Regions from separate parts of the Mus musculus genome. Here all the other regions are linked to region 1. A link is a contact called in public HiChIP or PLAC-seq and promoter capture Hi-C data. All regions are on one chromosome and are shown on one strand. Each heading gives the region's core, a stretch centred on a gene start, on an enhancer-like site or on the middle of the called end of the contact. The rest is flanking DNA. Distances are from core to core; before and after follow the strand shown. Region 1 holds the start of Tmem98 (transmembrane protein 98). Region 2 holds the start of Slfn5os (schlafen 5, opposite strand). Region 3 holds the start of Rffl (ring finger and FYVE like domain containing protein).

Region 1 (4,294 bases), core at 883-3,382:
AACATAAAGTCAAGCAGACCTGGTAAAGATACGGCAGGTGTGGGGAGGGGCGGCCGGGTCTTACCTGCTGCAAATGGCCAATGGGGATGGAAAGGGTAGCAAGGCTCCCTCACATCCCCCTGCAAACCCAAGGGCATCTTAGACCACGCCCGAATTTCCCTTCTCTATTATGGTAAGTGGTTATTTTCCAGTTAGAATGAGCTAAGTTTTGAAGCTTAGGACACATTTGCACCTGCCTTGATGACTTCATGCTGTAAGTCATGTAAGTGAAATAATGCCAGGACAGAAGAAGGTTGTACTCAGGAGCTAGCTCCTCTGTGTCAGATACTCCGGGTGGAGCCTAGCAAGGATCGTATGGGGCATCTCTATGTTATGGTGAAGAAACTGAGTTTCCAGGAGGTTAAAGAATTCGTCCAGGTCTACATAGCTGGCCATCAGAAAGCCATTGGTCCAAAGTGAAGAGTCACCTTCCTTTTCCTTTCTAAGGAAGAGTGAGAACCCTGGGATGGGTTGTGACCGACCGACACTTTGAGAGTTGAAAACTTAGAAGCAGAGTGGAGTATTCCTTGTGCAGCACCATCTGGCAGCTTCTCTCACACCAACAGTCAGGTATGGCTTAACAAGATGCTTTTCCGTTCTGAGAAATGCACTGTCAGGTATTGTGGTCATTGTCAAACACCCAGACCGAACTTAGACAAACTAAGACCAGCTAGGACATCATCACACGATGCAATCCTTTGGGACCACCATCCTGAACGTGAGCCATTACTTCCTGCAGCGTGACGCAGCCTATCAAGCTGTGTTAAACTCAGGCCAGAGCCTCTCAGAGAAGTGGTCTTCACAGCATCCTTTCAGGGCAGACCTCCCATAGGCATACCTTTGAAAAAGTTTCCTCCCCTCCCTGGGTTTAGTTTCTTTACCTACAGAAAGGAGTGCTATGCCTCAGCAGTCTGTAGGACCCCAGGCTGGCTCGCCACAGTACTTAGTCTATGTGTGATGTTTATGTCTCCCAGAATTCAAACTCTCTTGATGGTCACTCGGGGAGCACAGATTGACCATCTGCTTACAGCAAACACTGAATTCTGAAGACTAGAGACAGAAGACACAGATCCCCCTCCCCCATGACAATGAACTGGTGGGGAAGAAGGATGCAGCTGTGTAGGTGGGCTATGTGCAGGCTTGGGTAATAAAGAGACTGCAATTTGCATGGCACTTTCTAGAAAAGCCTCCTTCGCAAACCTGGGGATAATTGAGCTGAATTTTGAGGAACGGGTAAACAGGGTGGGGACTTTACTGGCTTAAGTTGCCAAGGAAGCCTCCTCAGCAGTCTGCAAACGCTGCTCTCTCACAGAGTTTTTTGGTTTTTATTTTGTTTTGTTTTGTTTTGTTTTGATCTTATACTCTGTTGGGAAAGCAGGAAGGGGAGGGAACAGGTTTGCCTTAGTTTCTCTAGACACTCTGTGCTGTCCTTCTCTGTCTAGCAATGTTAACCGTTTTCTTTCCTCCTTATTTTTATGTCTTCCTCTCTAGATGTTTTCCTCCAATGTATCCCTTCTCCAGGCTCCCCACATATTCCCTTCCACGCCCCTATTTCTCCAAGCTCCACCACCATCCCGCAAGAGAGTGCCGCTTTCCTCTTCTCTCTTTTTCAGTACTTTCTTTGAGGTCTTTGCTTTCTTGAACTTTCCCTCAGCCGCCTTCTGCGATCCCTCGGTGTGGGCGTTCCTTTGTGCGCTTTTCTTTCTTTGTGTGTTCTCTGTATCTCCGTGACTTTTCCTCTCTCCCTGCATCTCTCTTTCTCGTTCCATCTCCCTCTTAGCTTTCCCCTCCATTTGATTTTAAACCCATCAAGATCCAACTCTCTCCCTTCTTTGGCCCGCCTGCCGCCCCCAGGGAAGGCTGGTACGCGCGCTCAACTTTGGTCCCCAACTTGCGCGCTGCTCCGTTTCCGCAGGGCAGAACAAAGCAGTGTCCCAGCAGCCCACAGAGAGCCTTCCCGCCACCCGCCACCCGCCACCCGCCCCGCGTGCTCACCCACCTCAATTGCAGCTCCGGGGTACGCCGGCTCCCCGCGATCCCCCCCCAAGGCCAAGTCCGAGTGCTGCCCGCAGCGGCCAGCAGCAGGGCATGCCGGGAGGGCGGGCGGGCCGACGACCCAGATCCACCCCCGGCGGGGCGGCCCAGCCAGCGCACCCAAATCCCCCGCTGCCAGGCGCCGCCGTCCCCGCCAGGCCCCTGGCCGCCTGGGGATTGGCGTCCCGGGAGGCCAGGGCAGCTGGGAGACAGTCACTGACGATCGGAGGACCCCTCCACGTGCACCCACGGAAGCCAGGGCAGGATGCATCCACACCCACTGCCCTCCAGCTGGACAGCCTGGGGTGGGGGGTAGGAGCTCCCACAGTTTACACAGTGCTGGGTCGCTGCCCTAGCTGCTGTGTGCAGATTGATTGTAAGGACTCAATAGCTGTGAGCGATTTGACCTCACTTCTCTGTGCCTTGCCGCCCTCCTCTGTAATGACCCTGGAAACTGGTGTCAGGGTCAGTGACACACTGCACACATTTTGGGGCAAGAGCCTGGCCCAGGGCTAAAAGTGAACCAGTAGCCTAACTTAAAGAGTCTTGCTAAACACTGCCTAGCCAGGACCCTGGCAGGCAGTCGTGCGTTCTAAAAATCCTACTGCAGAGAGAACATACCTCACGGGTCAGGACGCAGTCCAGGCTGTTGACAGTCACCAATAGGCTGCTTTCGGGCCTAAAGATGCCAGCTGATAGCAGCAGTTTAGGATTCCAGGCCCCCCCTCCCCCCCCCCCCCCCCCCCCGCAAAGGCTTACGGAGCAGACTATTCTGGGTAAGGATCCCAAAGTCTATAAAGACCATGTTTTACAATGAGAAGTGAGTGGGCTTTGGATGGTTAGTTATATCCTGATCTGCCCTGAGGAAAAGGCAGAGCCTGCATAGGCCGAGTAAAACGTGGGTGGCCTGTCCAGATCTAAAACAACCCCACTTGCAAGGACCTAAGATGACAAGAACCAAAGGATGCAGGTGATTTCTCCATCAACTCGATGCAGTATCTGCAAACCAGAGCCTATAGTCTCCTCCAGACCCCAGTCTTTTTGTTTAGTTTGGTGTGTTTGTTTGTGCTCCTTTTTTGCCCTGCTAGAGGTTGGATGCAGGACTTCTTGCATGTGATACAAGTGTTCTACCCAATGCAAGGGATGTCACCTCCAGACAAGCAGTCCTAGGTTGTATAAGGAAGCAGGTTGAGCATCCCATGAGGAGCAAGCCAGTAAGCTACACTCCTCTGAGGTCTGTGCTTCAGTTCCTGCCTCCAGGTTCCTGCTGAGTTCCTTCCCTGACTTCCTTTCAGGACTGAAGCCTGTAAGGTGAGATGAATCCTTTGTTCCTCAAGTTGCTTTTGGCAATGGTATTCACAGCAATAGAAACCTACCGAGTGCAAGAGGACACTGAATGTCAACATCCAGTCTTCGTATGCACCGCACAGCCTAGTGGTAGAGTGAACCCAACATGCACAAGCCATGTTTGATCCCCAGCACTTGGGAGGGGGAGGAGGAGGGGTAGGGGGAAGGAGGAGGGGGAGGAGGACCTTTGCTTCCAATTCTTGGCGTCCTATCTGGAAGAGAAGGCTGGGGAGTGGTTTTATCACCCTCTGAAGTGCTTTCATGCAGACCTTTGGAGCTCTGTGCCTATCAGTGAGGGAAAGGTCACAGCACAGCAGCAAATATCAGAAAAAGGCACTAGGGGCAGTGTCTTCATATCCTGGAGAGTCTCCTAGATGAACTGTTTCTGTTTGCCTTGGTGGCTGGATGACAGATGGGCTTAAGCTGGGAAGTTCAACTATGTGACCTCCGTGGCCAGCTCTGAGGTTTTATGACTACACAAGAGATGTAACACAAATGAACATTTTCCGAAAGAGAAACCAAACATACAAGCAGCCACCCAGAGCAGATGATGTGAGTTCCCCCGATGAACCACATGCTACCCACCCGCTAAGCAGAGAAGGGGGTCCTGGATACTGCATACCTTTCCCAGCCCGCTGTCACCCACTATTCCAGAACTTCTGCCATTCCAACCCCCACTGAAGCATCTCTAGTGCCATCAGAGAAGACTGTCTGGCATTCAGTATCCCCCCACCCTCTCCCCCTGCAAGTTACAGAACCCAGTGCCGTGTCCCCCGTGGAAATGGAAACCTATGGAAGACATCAGTGCCCAAATAATGACCAGGAGAGTAAGGATCCCTGTTAGGAAGTGATCAGGCTTCTCTGCACACCATAG
Region 2 (4,294 bases), core at 839-3,338, 2.2 Mb before region 1:
ATCCCTGGAAATGAACTCTGGATTTTTGTTTGTTTGTGTCTCCCAGAAAAGTTTGCTCTGTTTGGCTCTAAATATTGAGTTTCAGAGAAGCCGAGCGTGGTGGCACATGCCTTTAATCCCAGCACTCGGGAGGCAGAGGCAGGTGGATTTCTGAGTTCGAGGCCAGCCTGGTCTACAGAGTGAGTTCCAGGACAGCCAGGGCTATACAGAGACCTAAAGCAAATGACAAATGAGTATTTTTTCAGCAACGGCCTTCGAAAGGCTGTTTGAACTGGGGAGCGCACAGAGAGCAGAGATATTTGACTTATGTTTGCATACTGTGGTTACTAAATTAAGTGTGGAGTGATGCCAGGCTTAGACTCTGTACATTCTTCCTCTTCGGCCCTCTACCTTCCAAACCACTGCACCCACACTTTGGCACTTTGACGGTAGTAACTCTGGGTCCCCACAGGAATAGTATTAAGGCGGAGTCAAAGATTCTGAATAAATAAGTCATGTAGAAGGCAAAGATCAGAAACAGCAATGCCGATGAAAGGCAAAACAGGAAGCAACTCGACAAGCTAAACTGAACTGGACTCACCCTGAAATCATAGCTTGCAGTTTGTGAACTTACATTTCAAACTATGTCCTGCTAAAGATGGACACACTCTCTCCCCCTCTCCCCTTCATGCTCCCTCCACACACCAAGATCAAGCATTTCTGCCGGTGGCTGTGTTAAAAACAAGGAAAATATCTGAGTCTACGAGAAGTCAGCAGTCATCTCATAATTAGCTCTTTCCTGCCTACCTCAAACAACCAGTCCTTCCTGATACACACACACACATACACACACACACACAGAGAGAGAGAGAGAGAGAGAGAGAGAGAGAGAGAAAGGATATCTCAGTGCCAGCTAATTGCTCTGCTGTCTCTTCCTACTGTCTACATCCCCCATACTCATATTTGCTTGCCCTGAGTGTGGCTGATTGTACATGAAATGTTTTTGGTGCTTAAATGTTTAGATCAAAGAGCTTCAAAGACAGCTAGAGACCAACCCAAGCTAACTGAAAACTGGCATCTTCCTATCAAAACACAACCTTTACAATATACAGATGTGTCCTTGCCCTGGAAGCCAGACAGAGCAGAGCATTGTAGAAAATGGCCGTCTCAGATCCCATTGGAATGATCCCAAACACAATACTTCTTTCCATGCCTGAAAATCGGTGAACACTCTCCAACACGACGTGACTACCCAGACTATCCAACCCCTCCCTGACCTGCACTAGTAAACTGGGCTCCTCAGCGAGCTGAGACATGGACCTCCTCCTCATTGCTAGCAGAAGCTTGTCTCTACATTTTTCTATATCTCTGGCTCTAGTGAAAAGAACAGCAACATCCGTGAAATAGCCAGACCTCCAAAGACTCTGGCATTTCTCTGCTACATAGACTGACATCTGCTCCAAATTCAAGTTATCAGTAATCTCTAAGTTGCCTGTGACATCTGGACCCCATTCAAGTTCTTCACCCACCATCAAGGCTTCTTGGGGGACATTTGGGGGAGGATTTTCTCTGATTTGATGCATTATATCCTGAAGGTAGCTGGTTATGTTGTCTCCGCTGCGGAGCATTCTGGTGAGCTTCAATAACGGCTTCTGGTGTTGGAGCTCAGGGAGGCCACTGCAACACAAGTGATTGATCTGAAAGTAATCCAGAAAAATGTAGAGAACTCCTGGGCCATCTCTCGCTCTCTGAGTGATGGCTTTGGCCTTTGCGTACCAGTTCCCGTCCTCCGTTCGGAAATTCTGAGCTTCGTCCACGATGATATGTTGCACATTATCAAAGGTATTTTTCATGAAGGTTTTCCGTGTCACTGCCTGGCAAACGTTTTTCCTGATGCAAGTGTAAGAAACACAGTCAGATTTCCTCAGCTAAGCAAAGAAAGGCAGCCCAATAGATAGGAATAGTTCCTGAGCATGGAAGCAACAACCCAGAGCTTAGCCCTCGAAAGCCACGCCCATTCAAATTGCCCACCAGAAAGAAATGAATAGTCAGGTTGCTTACCTCACAATGAACCTCTTCAAGGACTGGTTCTCACAGATGTAAAGAATGTTGTCAGCTTGACAGTTGAACACATTCCTGATCTTCCCCACGATCATGAGAGCTAGAGTGGTCTTCCCTGATCCAGGTAAGCCGTGAACAAACATCTCTCTGTGCTTGCTCAGGTTAGTTGAAAGCAACCCGTACTGTTGGTCTGAGAGCAGGGCCACAGTCTCAGACTCCAAGTTTAACTCTTCATTTAACAGGGGTCTGAACCCAAACAAGATGATCACAAGAGATTGCAACAGAGCTTCCACCTGCTGTGTGGTTATGAAGTTATAGGATTCGGGGTACACTGGCATTTCTAAGTCATTCCTTACTCTTTGGTGAGAACCCAGTGGTAAGACCAAGGGAATGATGCCTAATCTTCCAGGGTAGCCACCCATGTTCACCAGCTTCTGCTTCAGGGTACGGGCAACTTTCATGGAATAGTGCCTGTTCCCCAGATCCCACTTGTTGCAAATGGTGTACAGGATTGGAACGTTGTTCGGGGAAATCAGAAGAGCGTCACAGATGACATCTTGCCTCCTCTGAAGACCTAGATCTACAGCCCAGCTGTGGGAGAAGATCAATATCCCTTGAGAGAAACAGCGCATTTCCATATTTATTAAGTTTCTTAGTCCTCTGTAATCTGCGAAGAGGTCCTTGTAGACGCTCTCTGGAGTATATGTAATCCTGTTGGGTGACACTAGACAAGGAAAGAATCGGAATGAATCAGAGACAAGCTAATAATCACCATTGCTGTGGGAATCTTTCTTGAATAAGCACTCTTGAATAATCTTTCTTGAATAACACCAATGAGAGTGGAAGAGAGGACCAGTGGATGAAAAGCCTTCATGCCCGTGCCATCTGTAATAACGCATTACACTTTAAAACCACTAGGTGGAGGGAGCGAGCAAGCAAGATTTTATAGAGTATGTGGCAGGCAGCAGGATTTAGAGGGCCAGGACTTATTTATTTATTTGTCTATTTATTTATTAACTGTTTCTCCAGGTCATTCTGTTTCAGATGGCAAGTGAAGCCCTGCTTGGCCAACAGATGTACAAGCAGTGCTTTAAGTAAATCACTAAACAAATCAGTAGCTAGTAATTAGTCTTACTCTACCATTATATGATGTAGATCTCGATCTTTGAGCTCTATCATGTATCAATGATCAGTTTTATATTAGTAACAAAAAGAGAAGCAATCTTGAGTCTGAGGGAGCCCATAACCAGCTGTGATCAACATGGACTACACTGAGAACACAGTAGCCAAGGCAGCAAGAAAGAACCTCTCTTGGACTATGAGAACACTAGTGGGAAGGTGGTGCATGCCTTTAATCCCAGCCCTCGGGAGGCAGAGGCAGGCAGATTTCTGAGTTCGAGGCCAGCCTCTACAAAGTGAGTTCCAGGACAGCCAGGGCTACACAGAGAAACCCTGTCTAAATTTGTCTTTGTTCTATGTCCTGCAAAAGCTTAATGGTGAAACAACTAAAACCAAGAAAAATCCAGAAACACCAGAATGTTTCAAAATATTTTCTTATCAATAAGAGAACCTAGAAAATCTATGAACAAAGTCACAAGATGTACCTGGACATGGTCCACACTCAGCCCTGCACTTGCACATGGCACATGGCAATAATGCACTCGTTCTCACTGCTAATGTTGGATGCTGCAACTACATTGCAACATACTTACCCACTGTGGTAATGGTTGTAAGCCATCATGTGGGTTCTGGGAATCAAATCCAGGTCCTCTGAAAGAGCAGCCAGTGCTTTTAACTGTTAAGCCACAGCTCCAGCCCCTCTCTGCACTTTCCATAGGTGGTTTTGTATGGACTCAAAACAAGGCTTTTCTCCCCCAAATATGGAAACAGTCAACCTGTTCCAAAGTGGCCAGAAACAACAGTTACCTGGAAAGTAATCCTTCTGCAGGTCTTCCACACATTTCAAATATTTATGTGTGAACACGGTCTTGCTGCAGGGTGTGGTGTTTAACATACTCTTCCAGGGGATCATCTGAGGGAAACTGGAAAGGTCTGAGGAAACATGAAACAACCGTTGAGTACACAGAGGGCAGAAAACGCCTCTTAGCTGAACCATTTGCAGATATTTGCATTTCCAGCACAGATCAGCTAGAAACCAAACCCAGGTTCTCTGCCAGAACTGCCCATGCTCCTAACCTCTGAGCTACCTCTCCAAACCTTTAATAGTTAATCATATTGAAATAAAATTATTGTA
Region 3 (4,294 bases), core at 746-3,245, 2.1 Mb before region 1:
GGACTTAGAAGCCTTGCTGCTACTAATAAAAGAAATAATGTGATTTATTTTTTCAGTGCTGTTTGGGGAAAGGCGTGTGCTTTATAAATATGTATTGGAAAGTACTTAGCAAATGAGTAGAAATAATAAAAATATGTCAAAGGAAACAGCTCCTATAAATATGTCACTTGGTAGACAAATTAGTGTTTTATTACTACTAAATACTATTGCTCGCCGAAAAGGATTTCAGATTACTCGCACAATGGGTACATTATTGAATGCCTCTGCGGAAGGGCACGATAAAGATGAAAAATTGTGATGGTGATAACGCCTAAGGTGGAGAAAGGAGGGGTGTGGGTCCGAGGCCTCGCTCCAGTAAGCTGCTCATTATTTAGCAGCAGTCGGATGATTTAGCCACAATATGGACCAGAGGGCCCTGAAAAAAGGATTTCTGTTGGATACCATGAATTCAGGCCCTGATTATCGTCCGACTGGGGGTGGGGTGGGGTGGGGTGGGGGGTAAGTGCACTTCCTTTTCAGAACTGGGCACTCTGGTTGTGAGTTAACAACAACAACAACAAAAATCGCAGGTCTGGATCTCCTTTCACTTCTGTTTTGGACCTATTACATGTCTGTGGCTATCATTCATATCCAGAGATGGACAGTGTGGTGAAGAACCTGTGTCTCCAGCACGGCGCTCAGACCCATTTCAGAAATATCAGAGGATGGACAATGTTGGTGCGTCAAAGGAACGGAAACCAGAAAGGGAAGGGAGAAAATGATATACACCTTTGTGGAGGAAAAAGTCCGGAGAGAAGCGGAGCTCATAGGGAACTGCAGCAAAGCGAAGCTGCAGAAATAAGCAGGCAGGAGAAAGGGGCAAGGGGCGAACATCCAACTCAGGTGCCAGGGGTCCTTAGAAGGCGGGGCTCCCTGTACACTCCAGGTTGGAGAAAGAAAGAGTTTTGCATCTGAGTTCTGCTTTTCTCTGTGTGGAAGCTCGAAAATTACTTAAAATGTAGATCCTTGTTGATAACAAGCATATAACAGTACAGAGCGTGCTGGGGTGTTCTGAGAACTGGAAATAGCAAAGGGCTTATAAAGTGAGTCTGGTACGGATGCACATATTTTAGCTCTGGTTCCCTTCTGATAGTCTTTATTTTAAAATACAAGGGGTAGCACTGTGGTAGAGCACTTGTCTAGTATGTACAAAAATCCCAAGCACCAAAATATTGAATAAATCAAAATACAAATTGCTCAGGAAAACTCTGAGAGGTCTTTGATGGGAACCTGAAGCATAAGAAAATGATGTCACTAGACACCAGCCAGAAGAATTAGCATTTATATGACTTCCGTGACTAGGCATCTTCTTAGATCACTGGCTAATGATCCCCTATGCTACCCTGGTGTTTTATGCTTTACTAAGGCCTTTGTGCATTATCTCATTTAATGTGCGGGCCCAACCGGCCTTTCTGGGATGGGGAAGATATTGGAAAGGTTAAGTGCCTGCCAAAAGGTGCACGGGTGATGAACGATGGCTGGGTGGTTTCTTAGCAGTCGTTTTTATTGTACTGCAACCTTTCTCAGCTGTGTCCCCACCTTCCTAACATGAAAGTAGCTTATCCAAGGAGGAAAAGACAGGTTATGATGCCCCACTGAATTGGCTTTTAATATCGCCAAGAAACTTAATAAATTAGATGAGTCTGGGGTTCTGGAAATCTGTCGGGTACGATGAAACATGAAATCAAGGGTTCAATATTCAAACTTTACTATAAAGCTAGTTAGTGATCTTAAGGGACTTGCTCAAGATCACCACATAAGGGATTGGTTGGCTCGGCCTAGACTGGGGACTCCACACCTAGCCGGGCTCCGACAGAGGGCGCTCGCGGAGGCTTGCACTCTAGACCGCCGCGCGCCCGATTCCTCTCTATGGTGGCGGGGGCGTGCGCTCCCGCGGGGGTGGGGTGGAGGGCGGGGCCGCAAGCCGGGAGGGCGGGGCCGCACGCTGGACGGGCGGGGCCCACGCCGAGCCGCGGGGGACTGGGTTAGTGGGGGTGGACTTCCTGGGGCCGCCCGTGAGGATGTGGTTCGGGCACCCGGGCGCCCCTCAGGCGTGGAGTTGCGGCGGCCGCAGACCCCGCAGCCCCGCTGCCTGAGTGGCCGCGGTCGGGATCTGGCCTCTGCCGTCCCAGGTGTGGCCCGGCAGCGTCCGCGGCAGGTGAGGAGGCGGTGGCTGTGGCTGTGGCGGGTTGGGCTGGAGGATCCGGTGCTTCAGGCTGTGCTCCGGGGGGTGTGAGGATCCAGCTGCGCTCCGGGAGTGGGGCAGCCCTTTCCAGGAACTCCCCACCGCCAGGTCACCCCACACCTGTCCCATGAAAGTGCCGCAAAGCATTTCGTCTGTGTGCGCCGTAACCCGGGACGTGTGTCCTCAACTTGTACCCAAGTGTCGTAAGAACCCGGTAGGTCCTGGGGAAGGATGCATTTCTGTAGGACAGAAAACCGTCTACAGAGGCAGAGCTTTGGCGGCACTGGCTCTCTACCAGGAGGACCCTGGAGATTCGGAGTTTGGAGGTTAGATGGGAAGTTTGGGATGCTGCTCTCCCCTCCTCCCTCCTCCCTGCCAGAGTCTGCTGTCTGCCTCTTGGGAGTCGACCTCTGTCCCCGACGTGTGTTAGGTCGCCACTGTGTGGTCCTGGCCGAGACTCAGAGGGAAGTAGGGCCCCTCTCCAGCTGGCTGCCCAGGAGACATTTGACCGGGCATGGGGAAGTCTGGGTAGATCAGGGGAGTCCACAGCCTTTCCTGGCGTCTGTTTGAGCTCCGATTTAAGACCGGTAGAAAAAAACAACAGCAGCGTACTTCTTCCTTTTTTCTTTTTTTTTTTAAAGCTGTCATGGGGGTGGGGGGGTGCTGTTGTGTAATCGAGGAAGATTTCCACATTCCTCTCAGTCCACCACGGGGAAGATTATTCTTAGCTCGGAAATGGGGTTTTACCCACAACTCACACTCTGTGCCCTGGTTAAAGGCTAGAGTGACGCATGAACAAACACCCCAGGATGCGTGTGGCCTTCCAAGAAAATAGTAACCTCCTTATGTATGTTTTGGCTGGTGGCTTGGAGAACCGAGAGACTTCCTGTCGCCACTTTTGAGAGCTGCATGGTGGTTCTTGCCTTGACAGTTCAGTATACTGAAATGTGGGCAAGGCTGTTCGAATACTGTGGCATTTTTCTAGGAATGGAAGGGGACTATGTCCTGGGCAGTTTGTAGAGTTCTAAGACCAAAACTGGCCGTATATTTCCTTTGTGGCAGCTTCCTTATCCTTCCCTCCTCTCCCCCCCCCCCCCATTCTTTCTAATGTTAGCAACTGTTTGTAAAATTTCATATTTGCTAATTCTGGACTCCAGAGTACAGTTAAAAAGTTGTGGTTTATTGGAGGACAGTAGCAGATTGATGTGTCAGGGCTAATTAATAACTTGATGGTGTTCAAAGATGTCCATGTAACAGAGGATACACACTCACCTTAATGTTTAATCACAGAGCCCAGTACATTAAAACTTCTTAGGCCGGGCAGTGGTGGCGCACGTCTTTAATCCCAGCACTTGGGAGGCAGAGGCAGGCGGATTTCTGATTTTGAGGCCAGCCTGGTCTACAGAGTGAGTTCCAGGACAGCCAGGGCTATAGAGAAACCCTGTCTTGGAAAATCCAACCAAAAAACAAAAAAGTTCTTATATTGATTAGCTGTGATCCTGACTCTTTACACTGGGATCCAGGGTTGTAAATCCATCAAATTGACCAATTTAACCAAGTGCTAAAATAAAAACAAAAAAAGAGAAAGCTGTTCTCAGAAAGCTTAAGTTCTTTCTTTCTTTCTTTCTTTCTTTCTTTCTTTCTTTCTTTCTTCTTTTTAGGTTTTTTTCGAGACAGTGTTTCTCTGTAGCCCTGGCTGTCCTGGAACTCACTTTGTAGACCAGGCTGGCCTCGAACTCAGAAATCCACCTGCCTCTGCCTCCCAAGTGCTGGGATAAAAGGTCTGCGCCACCAGGCCCAGGGCTTAAGTGTTTTCAAACTTTCTATCCACCAAGCCCATTGACCTAAGTACTTAGTAACATGTAATAGAAATGCCTGGTAAAGGGATTTTCATTGACATGTTTAACAAATAGCAACATTAACAAAAAGATGGTTTCCTTTCCAATTACAGGAGACTTGTGAAGTTTAATGCAGCCACTTTGGACTGTGTGAGCCACACCTGCTACTTTCTGACATCATCTACATAAACCTAAGGAATGCTGGGGAGGGAGCTAGGTACACTGGGTTTTA

The links. Promoter capture Hi-C pulls out the DNA fragments that hold promoters and counts their contacts. HiChIP or PLAC-seq counts read pairs in DNA pulled down with a chosen protein or histone mark.
Region 2: a contact with region 1 is called in a promoter capture Hi-C map of stem cell-derived epiblast-like cells, with 6 times the contacts expected there. The contact joins the promoter of Slfn5os here to the promoter of Tmem98 in region 1. A contact is called at or near these places in 3 of 39 promoter capture datasets (hippocampal neurons, liver and stem cell-derived epiblast-like cells).
Region 3: an H3K27ac HiChIP or PLAC-seq map of embryonic stem cells shows a contact between it and region 1, with 9 times the contacts expected there. The contact joins the promoter of Rffl here to the promoter of Tmem98 in region 1. A contact is called at or near these places in 1 of 39 promoter capture datasets (embryonic stem cells) and 2 of 115 datasets of contacts at active chromatin or transcription factors (both in embryonic stem cells).

The regions. Positions count from the first base shown.
Region 1 is chr11:80,808,204-80,812,497 of GRCm38.p6, reverse strand. It overlaps Tmem98 (transmembrane protein 98), which reads right to left and starts at 2,132. Exons shown (of 7, transcript NM_029537.2): 1 at 2,039-2,132. Gm31228 (a long non-coding RNA gene) reads left to right here. Exons shown (of 6, transcript XR_001780272.2): 4 at 487-609; 5 at 3,369-4,294.
Region 2 is chr11:82,958,475-82,962,768 of GRCm38.p6, reverse strand. Slfn5os (schlafen 5, opposite strand) reads left to right here and starts at 2,088. Exons shown (of 3, transcript NR_045932.1): 1 at 2,088-2,164. Slfn5 (schlafen 5) reads right to left here. Exons shown (of 6, transcript NM_183201.4): 4 at 3,967-4,092; 5 at 2,041-2,764; 6 at 1-1,869. The coding sequence ends at 1,065.
Region 3 is chr11:82,868,911-82,873,204 of GRCm38.p6, reverse strand. Rffl (ring finger and FYVE like domain containing protein) reads left to right here and starts at 1,995. Exons shown (of 7, transcript NM_001007465.3): 1 at 1,995-2,197. Rad51d (RAD51 paralog D) reads left to right here. Exons shown (of 10, transcript NM_011235.4): 10 at 1-142.